2 separate regions of the Callithrix jacchus genome follow, and region 2 is linked to region 1. Evidence: chromatin contacts called from public Hi-C data. All regions are on one chromosome and are shown on one strand. The core of a region is the stretch at or near the end of the contact, and the rest is flanking DNA. Distances in the headings are between cores, read along the strand shown. Region 1 overlaps RPRD1B (regulation of nuclear pre-mRNA domain containing 1B). Region 2 holds the start of TGM2 (transglutaminase 2).

Region 1 (3,129 bases), core at 101-2,600:
AATTTTATTAGGGAATGCATTGAGTCTATAGGTCATTTTGGGGAGTATTGCCATTAACAGTCCTAAGTGTTTCAACTCATGAACAGGGGATGCCTTCCCAGTTATTTAAGTCTTTAATTTCTGCTGCAGAGTTTAAAAAAGCATCCTAGAATGTCATGTACTGATCCGTCTGATATTATAAAGGCCCTGTCTAGGTATCAGCACGACAGATGAAGGGCAGTGGTATCACCTTTCAGTTGTCAGCGTTAACGCCCACCTTTAGAAGATTCGAGTATTTCTGCACTCCGTAAAGTTACCAGGGCACAGTCACAACAGCAGCTTTACAAAGTAAAGTGACACATGGAGGCCTGGATAAATATCTGGATTATTGAACTGGACAGAACCTTAGAGATCATATAATCAGACTTCTGAATTGATGAAGACACTCAGGGAGAGTTAGCTGCAGACCGGGATAGAGTCCAAGGCAGACATCTGGTAACTTCATCAGATTTGTGCTTTTGTTTTGATTTCAGAATTTTGATTCTGCAACTTCAACAGCAGGAAGACATCTTACACAGAAGAGTAGCCAAAGTTTAATCATTTAAACAATTCCCAAGAATCTTGTTGTAGAGAAATGACATTTTATGTAGAATCATAAAATGGTTGCATGAAAGCATTCTAAGTGTGAAAACCTACTCTGCCACCGAGGTTGGGTACCCTCCTCGCTGTACCCATGCTCATGCTCTTGGTCTGATAGGCGGGGAGAAATTGGCTCTTGAACTTAAAGCTACTGCTGTTTCTCCTAAGCTTGGCACCTCCCCCTTTGCTATAGTGACTACTCAGTAGAGCCTCTGACTTCAGACAACACAGCTGGGAAGGGGGAAATGGTTCAGAATTCAACATTGCCTTATGAATCTTCAAATTTATGTTTGTATTGTGCTTCTAACAACTTGAGAAATTCTTTGGCTACAGCTGAGGGGGCGCTAAACCAAAATGATGGCAGATAGTTGTTTTTGGCAGCACCTCCCTGCAGGGTGCAGATGGTTAGAATCTTTTGTTTCAATAATTGGCCAGGCAGTAGGGGGAGATAGAGAGCTCCTTTTTTGTCAACTTTGGAGTAAATTCTGTCTTCCCTGTGATAATCAAAGCCAGTATCTCACTGACCTATTATGGTAAGGACAGATGGGAGCAGGTGATCTAATCGTCATTTTAGGTAAGAGCTGTGGGGTTTATATGAGCAGTTCAGGGTCACAGAGGAAGCCAGTGAGGACCAGTACCTGAATCTTCTGGCTCCTAAGTACAGTGATCATCCACTGGGTTCCCCTGGGAGCTGAGAGGCCCTGCCTAGAGCTGGCCCCCTCCCCTCAAGTCCTCTAAACTCACTGCCCTTCCTTAGCATATGACTTCTCCTCCCTAGGCTGGCAGCTCTGTCAGTACCCAGGTTGTTAGAACAGTTGTTGAAACAGGTCAGTCTGCTGCCAGGTGATTATGGGGCCTTGCGCTCAGTCCTTTCCCACGAAGCAGCTACTCACTGCTTGCTCTCCCTTGCCTTTTCATCCCTACTTTGATATGGGAGCTTTTTTTTTTTTTTAAATGCTGGCTTCCCTCCAGTATGTGAGGACTTTTCTGGAATTGATGCATGAGTTTCTGTGAGTGATTTGGAGTTAGAGGCTGCATATTGGGTCCTTGGATTTCTTTTGTTCATTTTAGTCACTACTGACCTTATTACTCAGGTCTAATTACAGCTGGAGCTTTTATCTGTTTGGTGTGTAGTATGTTTCTTTATTACAATGTGATACGTACGATACTTCTTTCTCACCCCAGGAAAATAATGCCACATTATAAAAATGTAATGTACTTCACATACTTAGTGACCTAAAAACATTGTTTGCCAACATTTGAGACTTTACATTGAAAAACTGACATGTTTCAAAGCTCTCCCAGCAAGAATTCATGCTTTTAGCCTTAGTACCATTTTCATATTTGTAGCCCAACTTCTGTAGGCAGTGTAGCCCCTGCTTTACAGAGCAGTGCCACTGGGTTTCAGCTGGTATATGTAGCACTAATTTTTCATAGTTATGAAATGCATATACATATGAAGTCGAAACAGTACCTGGGCCTCTTGTCACTCCTTGGCTGCCAGAACATTCACTCTGACTCAACTAGTACTCAGGGTTTTTTTTTTTTTTTTTTTTTTTTTTTTTATGATTATAAAAGTTAGAGGACGGTGGCTCATGCCTGTAATCTCAGGACTTTGGGAGGCCGAGGCAGGTGGATCACGAGGTCAAGAGATCGAGACCATCCTGGTCAACATGGTGAAACCCCGTCTCTACTAAAAATACAAAAAATTAGCTGGGCATGGTGGCGCGTGCCTGTAATCCCAGCTACTCGGGAGGCTGAGGCAGGAGAATTGCCTGAACCCAGGAGGCGGAGGTTACGGTGAGCCGAGATTGCGTCATTGCACTCCAGCCAGGGTAACAAGAGCGAAACTCCGGCTAAAAAAAAAAAAGTTAGAGGAAACTTAGCAAATAAGTATAAAGAATAAAATTGGTCTCATTACCCAGAGATAACTATTTTTCTTTTTTGCGTATTTCCTTTTCCTCTTAAACTGAATGGTAATGTGTAGATAGTTTTCTGTCATTTTTTTTAACATGATTATTTCCCAATAGAAATAAAAACTTTATAAACATTGTAAATGATTGCTTGAATACCTGTGGTTGGTTAGTCAGTGATGATTGATATTGAGCGCTTATACGTTTCTCTCTATCTCTGTCTCTTAGCTTTAGGCTTTCAGTATTTGCATTATTTTCTTCCTGTAGATTTCTAGAAGTAGTTCTATGTGTCTGTGCAGATGTCAGCTTCTCTTTTAAGTACACTGAAGGTCATATACATTTCATGGTCTCTGCCACCAGAATGCATTCCTGCTGTAGGAGTTCTTGCCTTTTCCAAAGCATCTTAACCAGTCTAGGACTTCATTGAACTTATTTTGTATAAATCTCTCCACAAGTTAAGGATTAATCTTTTGTTTTATGAAGGAGTAAACATAGAATAGTTTAATTAGACTAATGGAGCTCTCTTCTGGCTTTTAAATGATCCTGTTTACATTCGAGACAGCTGTGTGAGAATAACACATACTTCTTATTATAACAT
Region 2 (2,932 bases), core at 297-2,796, 91 kb after region 1:
GGATGTCAGTCCACCTGGAATGGCAACAGGAGAGACCTCTGTGGCCAGAGGAAGAACTTCCTGCTGGCCTGCTGGGGCAAGGAAATGCTGTTTTTGGAAACTTCAGTCCCAGGGAGCTTGAGCAGGAAAGAGGCCATTGTTATCCCCGTGGAAGACCCTGGCGATATGGCCAGTCCCTGGGCTGTGGGAGACATTTTCTCAATCTATTCTCTGAAGAAGGGTTTCCAGAAATCATGTCTAGCTCCAAAGGTGCAGAAACACTGGGGTCTAGAATTGTAGGATTTGTAGGATTTCTACACGGAGAAAAGGTCTAGGTCTTCTAGGCCAGTGAGACCTCTATCGGAAGTGGCCACTGTGACGTGAAGCTGCGGGCTTGTCATAACTGGCTTCTCCAGGATCTCCCGGCACCACTGAGTCCTGCTTTTGAGCTTGGGGGTGAGAAGATGCATTGAGGACAAGCGGCCACCAAGGTGATACATCACAGAGTGTTGGGAGCTGGGTGGCTGAGACCACACAGGAGGGTCAGGCGGGTCCACAGTTCCTGCCACCCACCCCTGCTCCACAGGCCCCATGTCCCTGTCCCACACCCCTTCCTGGGGGAGGCAGTGGGTGCAGAAGCCATCCCCGGATGAACTTGACCCAAGAGCCAATGGGGATTCTGAGTCCAGCCGTGACATCCTCCATGGTAGAAATCCCTCCTGCTGGGAGCTACGACAGTGCTGCGTGTGTGTGTGTGTGTGTGTGTGTGTGTGTGTGTGTGTCGGGGAGGGGAGGGGAGGGGAGGGGAGGGGACTTACTGGTATGAAATTAATTAAGCCTCTGTTCCACGCCTCTCAGCCCTCACGGATGCACCAAAGGCTGACACTACTGACCTTATTTTATAGGTGAGACTCAACAAGTGGCCAGGGTGTAGGGTTGCAGAACTTGAGAGCGGGAAGAGCAAGCCTGGTTTCCAAAGGCTCCCCCATAGGATGCTGAAAGCTCCTCTCTGGCCTCTGGAGCCAAGGACTCAGCCAGGCTTGGCTTGCACACCACTGGGGAGGCATGCACACCCCTTCCGGCTGGCAGGGACCTTCCTAACCTAAGTGTTCTGAGGCCAGGCCCGCACCCCCTGTACAGCTCCAGGCACACATCAGGGAGCCAGCCCCTACTAACTGATGGAGAACACATGCCGGTGATCCGCCAGGACAGCACTTTACTGTTTGCAACACCCCTTCCCTGTCCATTGCTCCACCTGATCTAGGAGGCAAGGGTTTATGATTATGCACTGCGGATGGGGAAACTGAGGCTCCGAGCAGCCTTGAGGCGCCTCCCCACCCGGCCCAGTCTGCCTGTTGCTCTCCAAATCAGGACTTAGGGATTCAGCTGCCACCAGGTCCTGACCCCCAATTCCCCGTGGGGAACCTGAGACCTGGGAGGTAGCCCCGGGACACCTGAGAGGCGGCGGCGCTGACTCTAATACTTACCCTCGGCCATGGTTGGGCGGGGGCGGTGCTCCTTCCACTGGCGGCGGGACCCTCCAAGTGCGACCACTGGCTGCGGACACTGCTGAGGCGGAGCGCGGAGCCAATTTATAGCCCGCCGTGAGGCGGGCCAGGGGCGGGGCCGCGCGGGAAGGCGGCGACCTGGGAGGCCACCTATTACCCAGTCCCGGGCCCACGCCGCCAGCACTGGGGCGCACCCCGGGGACCGGAGCCCGAGGGAGGGACGGCGGCTGGGCGAGGGCGCCCCCTGGGGGAGCGGACAGGGACACACAACTAGCCCAGGACAGACAAACCTGGACCCACAGAGTCAGAGCTTGGAGAACAGACACCTGGACCCACACACTCAGATACAGACAGACGAAGCACCCTCACCGAAACACGCAACGGAACCGGGTGCACAGGCGTGGACTCTCAGGTCAGTTCTGGGATCAAGAACACCCCCCACCCCCAACACACACACGCACACACACATACTCAGATACACATACACAGGGAGTGGATGCAGACACAGAGACGGGGTTGTGGAGATACACACACAGACACAACTACAGAAGATATGCCTGGACACACAGACACAGTGACATGGACACAAAATCAGATTCGAATTGTAGGGACACACCAGGATATAGACACGGTCTGACACATAGCCAGGTAGCCTTGACTGTGAGCCATACACAGCTGTGGACGCAGATGAGCAGGTGTCCAGAGGCAACTGGCGCACACACAGACCTCCAGACACCAACTGCCATTGTCAGATGTGGACGCAAAATCAGAGAGGGCATGCACAGACACACAAAGATGTGGCTACCCAGAGGTGGACACACATGCAGGCATGGACTCAGGTACAGAAATGCAGATGCACCTGCAAAAATGAGACAACCATATCCCTCCCTGAAGCAAAACCCAGATAATCCTCCCATCTCACCCATCCTTGTATCTGTCTAAGCCATCCATCCACCCATCCATCTACCCATCCATCTACCCATCCATCCATTCATCCATCCACCCATCCATCCACCCATCCATCCACCCATCTATCCACCCATCCATCCACCTATCCATCCAATTCATCCTTTCATCCATCCCTCCTCTGCCTTTTCTTCCCTCTCTCCCTCAATCTATCCATCCACCGAGCTTTCTTGAGAACCCACTGTGTGCCAGAAAGGAGCAAGGCCAACCTTCCAAGGGCTAAGCCTAGGGCTCCTTGAACCTGGCAACCAGGGGGCCCATCTCTCATGCTGGTATCTCTGGTCGCCTGGTCTCTTGTGCTTCCCAATGCACTGTGAGGCCTGAGCAGAAGGGTTCCTGGAGAGACAGAGGGCTGCGGGGCTCCCCCAGCACTTTTTCTGGAACAAGCTCTACATCTATTGATAAATTTGGACTATAAAAGCATCCTCCATCTCCATTACTAGATGACACATAGCACACGGAAAAAAACCGGGTTGCTT

Evidence for each region. Hi-C and Micro-C count contacts between places; a contact is called where the count stands out from the background.
Region 2: a contact with region 1 is called in a Hi-C map of skeletal muscle, with 5 times the contacts expected there. The contact joins the promoter of TGM2 here to the enhancer-like site in region 1. A contact is called at or near these places in 3 of 3 Hi-C or Micro-C datasets (induced pluripotent stem cells and skeletal muscle).

Annotation. Positions count from the first base shown.
Region 1 is chr5:33,515,706-33,518,834 of calJac240_pri, forward strand. All of the region lies in intron 4 of RPRD1B (regulation of nuclear pre-mRNA domain containing 1B), which reads left to right. Among named protein-coding and RNA genes, the nearest start is that of RPRD1B, 38 kb to the left of the region's middle. Within about 2 kb of position 1,351, at least 5 of the 16 cell types and tissues checked have an H3K27ac peak or open chromatin away from gene starts, as enhancers often do. A contact at or near this core is called in skeletal muscle, where this site is marked.
Region 2 is chr5:33,606,705-33,609,636 of calJac240_pri, forward strand. TGM2 (transglutaminase 2) reads right to left here and starts at 1,547. Exons shown (of 13, transcript XM_002747551.7): 1 at 1,467-1,547. The coding sequence starts at 1,476.